Regions from separate parts of the Sus scrofa genome. Here all the other regions are linked to region 2. A link is a contact called in public HiChIP or PLAC-seq data. All regions are on one chromosome and are shown on one strand. Each heading gives the region's core, a stretch centred on a gene start, on an enhancer-like site or on the middle of the called end of the contact. The rest is flanking DNA. Distances are from core to core; before and after follow the strand shown. Region 1 has its middle 84 kb from the start of AHR. Region 2 has its middle 160 kb from the start of AGR2. Region 3 has its middle 53 kb from the start of AHR. Region 4 has its middle 130 kb from the start of AHR.

The links. HiChIP or PLAC-seq counts read pairs in DNA pulled down with a chosen protein or histone mark.
Region 1: a contact with region 2 is called in an H3K27ac HiChIP or PLAC-seq map of alveolar macrophages. The contact joins two enhancer-like sites. A contact is called at or near these places in 4 of 47 Hi-C or Micro-C datasets (embryonic fibroblasts, epiblast stem cells and liver) and 1 of 2 datasets of contacts at active chromatin or transcription factors (alveolar macrophages).
Region 3: an H3K27ac HiChIP or PLAC-seq map of alveolar macrophages shows a contact between it and region 2. The contact joins two enhancer-like sites. A contact is called at or near these places in 1 of 47 Hi-C or Micro-C datasets (embryonic fibroblasts) and 1 of 2 datasets of contacts at active chromatin or transcription factors (alveolar macrophages).
Region 4: a contact with region 2 is called in an H3K27ac HiChIP or PLAC-seq map of alveolar macrophages. The contact joins two enhancer-like sites.

Annotation. Positions count from the first base shown.
Region 1 is chr9:86,425,989-86,428,897 of Sscrofa11.1, reverse strand. No RefSeq gene overlaps it. Among named protein-coding and RNA genes, the nearest start is that of AHR, 84 kb to the left of the region's middle. Within about 2 kb of position 1,652, at least 10 of the 83 cell types and tissues checked have an H3K27ac peak or open chromatin away from gene starts, as enhancers often do. A contact at or near this core is called in alveolar macrophages, where this site is marked.
Region 2 is chr9:86,212,398-86,215,268 of Sscrofa11.1, reverse strand. No RefSeq gene overlaps it. Among named protein-coding and RNA genes, the nearest start is that of AGR2, 160 kb to the right of the region's middle. Within about 2 kb of position 1,373, at least 4 of the 83 cell types and tissues checked have an H3K27ac peak or open chromatin away from gene starts, as enhancers often do. A contact at or near this core is called in alveolar macrophages, where this site is marked.
Region 3 is chr9:86,456,897-86,459,978 of Sscrofa11.1, reverse strand. No RefSeq gene overlaps it. Among named protein-coding and RNA genes, the nearest start is that of AHR, 53 kb to the left of the region's middle. Within about 2 kb of position 1,443, at least 16 of the 83 cell types and tissues checked have an H3K27ac peak or open chromatin away from gene starts, as enhancers often do. A contact at or near this core is called in alveolar macrophages, where this site is marked.
Region 4 is chr9:86,378,089-86,380,971 of Sscrofa11.1, reverse strand. No RefSeq gene overlaps it. Among named protein-coding and RNA genes, the nearest start is that of AHR, 130 kb to the left of the region's middle. Within about 2 kb of position 1,396, at least 4 of the 83 cell types and tissues checked have an H3K27ac peak or open chromatin away from gene starts, as enhancers often do. A contact at or near this core is called in alveolar macrophages, where this site is marked.

The DNA.
Region 1 (2,909 bases), core at 403-2,902, 210 kb before region 2:
CATTGAAATCAGCTGTGAGCTTATTAACGATCAACTATCTGGACATGTATAAAATGCATGTCCATATGCTTTCCGTGCAATTAAAATTTGTACCCAGCATTTCTCTCACAATTTTAGATTAATCTCTTCCTCTTTACTCCAATAAAAATGCAGCATTTGCCTTAAGTGGCTTTTGAGATTATTTTATTTTACTTCTTAATTTTTAAGGTATCAAGTGGAAACAATAAAATGAATCAATGCTAAGATTTTAAAATATTAATTAAATTTTTCAGTACTTAACCATTCCAGGATAGCTTGCAGTTCATCTTTGAAAGGCAACATTTTAATTATAAGAAACAAATCTCTAAATTCGAGACACCAAAACAGCCAGAACGGTTGATATTTGGAAAAAAAGGTATTATAATCCACAGCCTATTTTTCAGGTGAACACCCATCTTATTGATCCTTGTAGTGATCAGTTTCAATGGTAGTTAATATCCACCAACAGTTTTATGTACTAACTTATCCCAATCCTCATCACGAAAGAGATTAAAATCTAATTTTAAGGATACAGAAACATTTTTCTTTTTTGGCCAACCCCCGGCATATGTAATTCCCAGGCCAGGGATCAAATCCAAGCCACGGCTGTGGCTGTGCCAGATCCCTAACCCATTGTGCTGGGTCAGGGATCAAACCTGTGTCCCAGTGATCCCAAGAGGCTGCCGATCCTACTATGCCACAACAGGAATTCCCAAAATATATTTTTAAATATATAACTTAGAATTGAGGAAGAAAAAGGACATAAAGCAGAGCCAAGAGTGAGAATGAAACCAAAGGCAAAAATATCTAGTGCTATTTCTTAACATCGTTCATTCATTCATTCATTCACAAATAGAAAGTATCCACCAGTGGTCTGTAATGGAAGGCTACCCAATGACAAAATCCTACTGCTTGGTTACTTCAGATGTCTATCCTGATTGACTGAGGCCTGTGACTTCTGTTAATTCAAATTTTGGCTATTACTCCCTAATGGAGTATAACAGAGAGAAAACAAACATGGAAGCTCCCTCACTGGATTCTAGCCTCTCAGGCAGATAGACTTGTATATAAGCAACTACAACAGAGTATGGCAAAATCCGATATATTATATTAAAGAAACAATATATTTAAACAAACAAACAAAAAAACAATAGCGGAGTATCCCTCGTGGCGTAGTGGTTAACGAATGTGACTAGGAACCATGAAGTTGCAGGTTCCATCCCTGGCCTCGCTCAGTGGGTTAAGGCTCCTGTGCTGCTCTGAGCTGTGGTGTAGGTCACAGACGTGGCTTGGATCCCGCGTTGCTGTGGCTCTGGCATAGGCCGGTGGCTACAGCTCCGACTGAACCCCTAGCCTGGGACCCTCTATATGCCGCAAGTGTGGCCCTAGAAAAGACAAAAAGACAAAACAAAAACAATAGCAAGAGCAGCCAACAATGCATGAGTTAAAGGGATAGGCAGACCCCACATCATGAAGTGCTTCACTACATTTCCACAGCAGTCTGAACTCAACACTTACTGCGTTTTAAAGCAAGAGAACACAATCTATAGAGTTACATATTGGAAAGATCACTCTGACTAAAGCACTGAGCATCTCCTGCTGCCCCCACCTGGTCAAAGTCAGGAGTTGAGACCTTGCTCAGAACTCCTCTGTACACTGAGGCCAGTTCTGCAACGTAGGGGTTAATGCTCTTATCTCTGGAGCTAAACTGCCTGGGTGCAAATCCTGACTCAGAATGAGTAGCTGTCTCACCGTGGACAAGAAATGTATGCTTCCTTTACTTTCAATTTTCTTATCTGTAAAACAGGGTTGAGTCTACTTTATAAGTGCTTGTGAGGAATTAAAGATAACAGAAGTAAATACTACAGGTAAAATACACTTGTATTGGTCTAGAACATATGAATACTCGCTGGGTGATCCATATACAATTTTTCTCACTCTTATGACAACACTTCAAGAGAGAGAGGATTACCACTAGCTTGCCATATTTACCATGTCTCATTATGTCTTTTACAACACCAACTTTTAGTTTTATTTTTTTTTTTATGCAGTTCCTCTCTTTTCTTTCTTGTTCTGATGGCATTCAGTAACCAACAACAATTTTAACTTTTGGCTTTCCTTTTTTTTCCCAACAGCATGAATTTGAAAGTTTCAGTTACTAATGTGTGGTTTAGGTTAACTTCCTAGACTAGTTCTCAACATGTTACATCCTAAGAGATGGGGCCTCTCCTTTCAGGAGATTATTAAGTGTTGTTAGCAACTCCTACGTGTCTAAAGCAATAGAAAGAAGATAAGCTCTGTGCAGTCTTCCATGGAGTATTTCAAGCCACAGAAGTAGAAGAAAGTGCTGCTGAATCTACCCATAGAGTGGCCTCCTCTGACCTGAAGTTTTATGCAACTTTTGCAGAAGGGAAGGAACAACATGACCTGGGTGAGCTAAGACCTGCCAAACTCCCAGTGACAATGAAATGAATATTTCAGCAGACAAAATACAGAGGATATTTGTCTATGAAACTTGGAAAACATTTATGGGAAAGGGACTAGTGAAGCGCCCATATTTTCCTGTATATTTCCGAGGGGAAACCAGAGCTGTGCACAGGTGTCAGCTACTGTGTAAAAAGCTTCAATGGAACCAGAGTGTTTAATGTCAATGTGTTGGACATAAAGATGTTTATAGAGATGTTTTATTAGCAGTGTTTGAGAAACAGAAACCATAATTTTCACGATCCACATTTTCCCTGTGGCAAGTAACACATACATAGTCACTAAATACGTAGAGGAAAATACTTAGAACCTTGAGTTGCCCTAAAGTAGTGCAAACCAATTCATGCTGTACATAGGTTGCTCCCACCCAAGGATGAAATCATAGCATCTTAGAAATCTCTTTAAAC
Region 2 (2,871 bases), core at 124-2,623:
AGGTTTACCTTACCCAGGTGTCTGTCAGCATCACTATCATCACCATAGTTGCTACTAGTTACTGAATGCTTCCTATATACCAGACACTATCTTCCCATTTCCCCTTTGGAAGACAGTTTTGGCTTTGAAAATGCCTCTGCTTTCAAAGTTTTTAGTATCAAGTTCTGCATAACAGAAACCTAGACCACGCCTCACACTTAGCTGAAGCTCAACAAATGTCAGTTTTGCTTCCCTCCTCCTGCGTCCCTTGCCATTCTAGGTTGAAATGGCTCTTAATTATATCATGGCCTTTCATTAATATTTGAAAATTTCTAGTTGCTCAAAGTTCAAGTTCTGGAGAACTGAAATGTTATTAACTGGTTTCTTAAGAGGTTTTAATTTCCTTCAGAATATTCTGAAAACTGCCTGGGTCCCAGTTGGTCTCTGGAATGCATTATTTGTGCCTCTTTCTACTTTCCCCTCTCTAGTACAGTCATGTTTCTAGGCAATTGCCTCTAGGATCTTTCCATGCTAAAATAAAGAAAGTCAGCAGAGAAACTGGTGAGATTGAGTCCAAGTTGAAACCAATCCTTTGTTTCATATAAACACGGAACCTGATGATTTCTCAGTAGCACCATTATGTAGACACTGACTGGTTAGAGGTTGTAACCTGTAAGTACTTCATATCCACATTATGTAATCCAACTAGCACAAGTGGAGTCATCTGTAACATATAAAACAGGTACATTTTAACAAATAAGTTCAAAGTGGCTGGCTAGTGGACTGAACAAGAACCAGGAAGAGGTTACCTAACCAAGCTGAAAGGATTCCTTTAAGTACAAGTTTCAAAAATTAAACTTTGCTTAATGGGAGAAAGGATTTTAATTGGCTTATACAGCACAAGGAGTGGTACTCAAAAGATGTTCTCAGAAAGCTCACTTCAGTCCTCCATCTGCTATGCTTTCCCCTGTGTTGGCTCTATTCTCAGACACGCTTTCTCTCCAGGTAGTGCTAGAGATGGCTTCTAACAATCTCAGAAGGAAGGGCAGGGCCCCCTGCAGTGGCTTCAGTAAAAGACATGATTTGCATCACTTGCCCATCCTGGGAGCAATCACTGTGAACACAAGGAGAGAACAATGACCAGGCCAGGGAGAGGTGCCCAGCCCTGGCTGCAGAGAATGGAAGCTCCAGTCCAATCCCACTGGCATAAAATGGGGCAGGAGACTGGCAGGAAAAGACTAACGCTTACCAGTTAGATACATCCTCTTGAAAATGTGCAGAAGAGAGCTTTTCGAAAATAGAGGAAAAAGATTCATAAGTCCATGACCTAAGCATCTGGAAATCAATGTGACTCGACATGGTTAGAAAGCCAGAAAAATTGCTGCTCTGATTGAGTAACTGCAAATCTCAAAAGAGAACTAAAGAGAGGAGGAAGCTGAAGAAGCCAGTATGAATACATAGAAACATCAACAAAAACAAATAGAAAAGCATGTTAAGAAGTCTAAATTTTAAGATGTAAAATGTCTATACACTTCTACAGTCAGTAAAATGGGCTTATTACTGATGCTTGAAGCAAAAAGTTGGTCAGAGATATGAGACTGTCTTCTCTTTCGTTTTTTTTTTTTTTTTTTTTCTTTTTAGGGCCACATGAGGCATTTTGAGGTTCCCAGGCTAGGGGATGAAGCAGAGCTGTAGCTGCCAACCTACAACAGAGCCACAGCAAAATGGGATCCAAGCCGCATGTACAACCTACACCACAGCTCATGGCAATGCTAAATCCTTAACCCACTCAGCAAGGCCAGGGATCAAATCCACATCCTCATGGATACTAGTTGGATTCATTTCCGCTGCACCACAACAGGAATTCCGAAACTGTCTTAAGACAAATTTTTTGGAAGAACATGAAGAAGGAAGTCCTGAATACCTATTTAGTCTGTTCTCTCCTTAAGTTTTAGCAGTGCTGACTGATGCCACCCAAAGGCTGTTCTCATCTCCAAAGCAACAGAAATAACTTTCACCAGAGTTGCAATGAACCTAGTCAAGGATTACATTTTACACCTATGTGTGGCCCCTTACAGCTCAGTGTGGCCATTTGACAAAGTTATGGAAAGCAAGAATAAGCAGGTTATTTAAAGAAAGCTGTCTCAGCAGTGAGTCACCTTGCCCCTTCTACTTCCAGCTACCTTGAAGACACAGGTAATGGATGGAACTCCAGCAGCTTGTTGGACCTCGGGGCATAAGAATGACAGAGCAAAAAGAAAGGAGGAGATGGATCCTTGCTCACCTGGGATCACATTTACCTCTATTTTGTTGAAGGTGCTGTGGATTTTGTGTTTTCTGTTATTTACAGGAAAATATAACAAATAAAATGATCTTCTGATTGAAAAATTTTGAATTGACTTTGGTAAGCCAAGATAAGGAAAGAGAGTCATTTGTTCAATACAGCAAAATATGCTTTGTGGCCAAGTCAGTGGTGGCTGTAGTCCCTGCCCTAGAGAAACTTAAATAATTATGTAATAACTCTAAATTAATGAAATGTCACAGCAGGGAAAGCCTAGCTAGGGCAAGTGAGAGTTTTAAAGTGAAATATGATGATAATTTAATAATCATAAAGTATAGAAAATGCAAAAAAGCTGGATATGAGGAATTCATTATAGTTTTTCCAAAAGGAGAGATAATTTAGAAATAACAGCTTTGTATAACAAAGTTCTAGGACAGATTATTTAAAATATGGTTTCTAAACAATGGACAGGGAAGCAGTGATGACTGAAATATGTGGCAGATATACCAAAAACCAGTTATAAAGAATTACTTTATTTTCCTCTGTGATAAAGAAATGCAGCCCATGAATTTTTCAGCGAGAGTTTGGCTGAGATGTTTCATAACATTCTT
Region 3 (3,082 bases), core at 194-2,693, 240 kb before region 2:
CAACTACCATTTATTGAGACAGTGAATCGAATATAGGAGATAAAGGAGCTGAGTGTCATCAGTATGTGGGAGATGCCAAGGATTAGGAAATAAGTGCTATCACCCAGGAGTCAGAAAGGAAGCAAATAATAGATTATTAGGGACGACATTTGCAAAAAGGCTGTATACACTATGAGTTTAAAGAACATGGAGATTGGTGAGGACTGAAGAATCAGAAAATCTCTCCCTTTGTGAATAGGATGAGACTTGGACTGGGCCTTGAAGGATAGAACTTAGGTAGGTGGTGATCCTTCATCTGAAGTAAATGGTATGGGTGATTACATGGAGCTTGACAGGTACAAAGGATCACCTCACAGGAAGGAGGGGACTGGTAGGAGATGAGGTCCCCTAGGTAGGGGAGACTACAATATTTGATTCACTGTTTCAATAAATGGTAGTTGAGAAGGAACAATACACCAGAGACCATGCTAGTAGCTATGGATGCAAACACTTAGGACATTAGACTTATGCTTAAAAGTAGATTTAGATCTTTTATGGGGGAGTGTATAAATAAAAAATCCACAATTATTATAAATCATTCAATAATCATTTATTGAACATATTTTAGGGGTCAGGCACTATGATACATGTTGTGAATATGACGATAAATAAGCCATGGTCCACAAGAAGCCACTGAGCCTCCTCAATGAGTTTTGAATGGGAGGCTGACATGAGAAAAAGTATAGTTAGAGGAAGTTGTTTCTCTCTGCACAAAGATTGGAGTAAACGACGATCTAAACCAAGAGAACAAAGTGATAAATCTTGAAATTAGGGAGAATCAATAGGAATAAAGATAAAGGGCTTATAGAAGAGATATATCCTGTGGAAAAAAATAGTAGGAGAAACTGAATAACTGATGTCTAGAAGTGTCAGATATTGTGTACTGGTGTGTGTGTGTGTGTGTGTGTGTGTGTGTGTGTGTATTTATGTGTGTGTGTATGCATGTGCTCATGATTCAGGTGTAACCATATCAGTTCTCTTTGTCGGCATCTGAAAATGCCCTCTGGTATTAACAATGAGCTGTGTAGACATCACCTTTCCTTGATGCTAAGAAAAATTTAGTTTAAATGCAGCAACATCCTGAAACCCTTTTCTGGGGACATCAGGTTATTTCTTTGGAGAAGGGAATTTCCCCACTGCTGATACTCTGATGTGTTGCCTATCAGTTCCCTTCAAATGTGAGTATTGTCTTAATGAAGAAAGCACGGTATTTATTTATGTATTTATTTGGATAGTGATATTAAGGCCCACTTGGAGCATTCACTGTGATTCTTAAGTGATTGACCAAAGTGCACTCTTACGTTTCCTGTGCTCTTCCCTTGGAGTAAGTAAACACCACACAGAGAAAAAAACAATCAGTAAATTATTTCCAAGGATTGGAAACAAATCCTCAGATGATTCACTGATGATTCAGATTTCTTTGTATTGCTTCGACTCTACTTGTTGCCAAGGGAACTTGGGGCCTACTTCCTACCACACTTTGGCTATAAAAAGTACCAGCAAAAGCCACAGGAGAGTAACTTCTCTGCTCTTTCATTAGAAATGGATAAAGGCCTACATGTCAGTCACACAGAGAGACTTAGGTTTTATCTGTGAGGATGATATCCATGAGACACTGAGATGCCATGTTATCCTATTTATCTATCAACTGCTTCTCTTCCACTGCTCTCCTCATGCAGGACATTTCCTATAAAGAACCCAAGATCTGAACAGAAATTGTCTATTTTTCCATAAAATCAGGACTCATGTGCTTTTGCACTAATAGCCATGGACTGTGAAATCTGTGTGGACCCCAGCCAGAATTTGAACATGGAGTTGTGCTGGTGCCCTGCCTGATCCTCTGAGTCATTATGGCAAGAGAGGGATATGAGACAGAGAGAGGGAGATGGGTTAATGACCACAAATGGGCCTGCGAACCTTCACTCCTGTCACCATGGTGATCATCTTTATATTAAGCAACATAAAAATGTCAATTGTCAAATATTCATAAGAGGAGTTTCCTGGCAGTGTAGCAGTTAAGGAGTTGGCATTGTCACTGCTGTGTCTCAGGTTGCTGCTGTGGTGAGGATTCAATCCTTGTCCTGGGAAATTCTGCATGCATAGGCATGGGCAAAAAAAAATTCATAAGAGAAAACCACTCATGGATGGATATTTTCCATTGCATATATAACCTACATTTTTTTCTTCTTAATATAACTTGAGTTAAATTCTTATTTGGAAATAGGGAATGAAGGCTGACTCTGTGAATAGTTGTCAGGCAGACAGATATAGGGCAGAAGTGAAGAGCACAGACAAGCACGGTCTATGCTTTCAAAGGGCAGGATCTTCCCTCCACTAAGAAGTCCTGGGAGGACAAGACAGTTGAAAGCATTCTGGAAATAATTTTTCTTTTCATTTGGCTTTGACACTTACTAGAAAATGTATAAAGAAAGGAAGTTTCCTGTTTTAACATGGCACATTTTCTCTTTATGTTTTCATAACAGTAAGAAAGAAACTACCAGCTATTCTTTTTCTTTTCTTTTTTGCTTTTTAGGGCTGCACCTGCAGCATATGGAAGGTCCCAGGTTAGGGGTCAAATATAAGCTGCAGCTGCCAGCCTACTCCACAGCAACAGCAATGCAGTATCCAAGCCATATCTGTGAACTACACCAAAGCTCAAGGCAACTCTGGATCCTTAACGTACCAAGTGAGGCCAGGGATCGAATCCGCATCCTCAGGGATACTAGTCGTGTTCCTAACCCCTGAGCCACAATGGGAATTCCAACTACCAGCTATTCTTACATGAGCCCCACATAAGAAGTATGAAATGCCTAAGACTTGCTTTTGCTTAAACTTATGTAATATTGAGCCCTTCAGATATTGGAAGGGGCAAGAAGATTGAATATGAGGTTATAAATTTAAATGTATTAAATGGGTATGACTATTATTTGTAATACATAGTTTATTTTTTATCAGATGCAAACATGGTCATATTATCTCTTCCCACCTTAAAATCTATCATAAGTTTTCTATTTCTTATTTTTTTCTTTTTTCCTTTTTTTTT
Region 4 (2,883 bases), core at 147-2,646, 170 kb before region 2:
CATTTGTGTCGAGTCATTTCTGGGTTCAATAAAATGCCACACTACCTGCTTTCTGTACAGCCAGACAAGGCAACACAAAGGTGAGGAAAATCAGCTTTCTATGGGGAAACTCTAACCAAAGGGAAGGGGGAGTAAAAGGGTGCTAGGCAGATACTTTTCCTTTTCTTTGTCCCTTTGACATTTTAAATTACAGCCTTTCCTTGTGGGTTTTTCAAAAAATTCCTACATGCCAGAAGAACACACCTGAGTATCTTACTGTGTTTTTCTGCAGCTAGTTGAAAAGGGTGGCTACTGCACTAACAATTCTATTTCATTACTTTCCATCTCTCCTTGTTTTATTACCATTTTTCCATGATATCATTAACGTTAAGCTTGTACTTCCTCAAAAAATATTTATGATCTTAGCCTTAAGCTCTGGTTTCTAATGAACTGAGTTTAAGTTATGAAGTTTTAGTAGTGGAAGTATCATCTTAAAATTAGAAAGAGTCAAAATGGATGGGAATTTTATTAATCAAATAGAAATTCTATTAACCAAATTCTGAGGAAGGAAGAATAAATGAACTTGGAGGAATAAAATGACTTAGAGATGGTTATATTTTAAGGAAAAGTGGGAGCCACCATAAAGTTTAGAGAAGCAAAAAGCCATAGAGTGATTTCTATTTCATTAGGATTAATTTAGACGTGTGTTGAAAAGAGTCAAGGGGATTATAAAGGCCACAGCCAAAAGAAAGCAGCCTTGGGGGGCTGCGCTGGGGTTGTGGGATGGAAATCCTATAAATTTGAATTGTGATGATCATTGTACAAGTATAAATGTAATAAATTCACTGAGTAGTAAGAAAAAAAAAGGAAAGAAAATGAAGAAAAAAAAAAAAAGAAAAAAAAGAAAGCAGCCTGGGCAGCAATAGCAGTAATGAGGCTAAAACATGATGCTTGTTCTAACCAAAGCCTCAGCAGTGGAGGGGCTTGAGAAAAGACTGAATTCCAAGTACTTGCTGAAAATAGAGCCTTTAGGATGATCTCATTGCCTGGAGGAGGGCTGGGAGAGAAACCAGAAAGTAAAGAAATGACTCCAAAGCTTTAGGTTTGAACAAGTGTAAAGATGGAATTGTCATCAACTGGGATGGGTAAGACACCTGTTGGAACAGCTTTTGGAGGAAAGATGGCGAGTTTGGTTTTGAACATTTTCAGTTCAACATTACTTTTGGACATCTAAGTGAAGATATAGGAGGGAATAGGCTTGTAAGTCTAGAGCAGAAATCAGCAAACTTTTGTAAAGGAACAGAGAATAAATATTTTATTAGACTTTGTGGGCCAGATGTTACGTCACAACTACTCCACCCCTGGGCAACCACAGACAATGTGCAAAATAATGGGCAGGGCTGTGTTACAATAAAAATTTACACAAACAGGCTGTAGCTAAATTTGGCTTGAAGGTCAAAGTTTGCTAACTCATGGTCTAGAATTTGGGAGGGAGGTCTGAACTAGAGAAACGCAGTTAGGACATATCAGCATATAAGTATGTCTAAGGCCATGCTAATTTGATGTAATTACTTCTGCTGTGATATTTGCATTTTTCCCTTGTTATAAATAGTAACTGCACTTTCTAAACTATATATATTTTTTCTTCAAAAAGGAGTCTAAGAAGAAACTATGAAAATGCCAATTTGATTCAATAGAGAAATCTGAATGAAAAACTTTAAGAATGCAATTGATAAGTGAATTCATATTTAGTACAAAACATGTTAGATATTTAGTCAGCTTGCAATAGGCCCTAGAAATTGAAAATTTGAGGAAGGCTGCGTTATTCAGCTTAGCTGATTTACAGGCACATTAGTATACAAGTAATAAGGACTAAGCGTATGTTCATACTCAAAATAAATTTAAAATATAGACACAAAAAATTGCGATTTGAACAAAAAGAAATTGTCATCTGTCAACCAATATTTCAAGGCAATCTTGATTTCATAGCCAGAGATGTTTTAGAAATAAAGAAAAAAGCTTTAGGATGAATAAATGATGCAATATTAATGATAAAGAATTTGGCTGAGTCAACAGGATGTTTAAAAAGCAAACCTCAAAGCCATTTATGACAAAACCACAGCAAACATAATACTCAATGGAGAAAATCTGAGAGCATTCCCACTAAAACCTGAAACAAGACAAGGATGCCCACTCTCACCACTGTTATTCAACATAGTATTGGAAGTTCTAGCCACAGCAATCAGACAAACAAAAGAAATGAAAGGCATCCAAATAGGAAGAGAAGAGGTAAAACTGTCACTGTATGCAGATGACATGATACTATATATAGGAAACCCTAAGGACTCAACTCAAAAATTACTTGAACTGATCAACAAATTCAGCACAGTAGCAGGATATAAAATTAACATTCAGAAATCAGTCACATTTCTGTATACTAACAATGAAATATTAGAAAAGGAATATAGAAGTACAATACCTTTTAAAATTGCACCCCAAAAAATCAAATGCCTGGGAATATAGCTGACCAAGGAGGTAAAGGACTTATATGCCAAGAACTAGAAAATTTTAATCAAGGAAATTAAAGAAGATGTAAAGAAATGTAAAGATATTCCATGTTCCTGGGTTGGAAAAATTAATATTGTAAAAATGGCCATACTACCCAAAGCAATCTACAGATTCAATGCAATCCCTATCAAATTACCCATGACATTCTTCACAGAACTAGAACAAACAATCCAAACATTTATATGGACCCACAAAAGACCCAGAATTGCCAAAGCAACTCTGAAGAACAAAAACCAAGCAGGAGGCATAACTCTCCCAGACTTCAGGCAATATTACAAAGCCACAGTCATCAAGACAGTGTGGTACTGGTAGACAGACCAATGGATAAAAATAGAG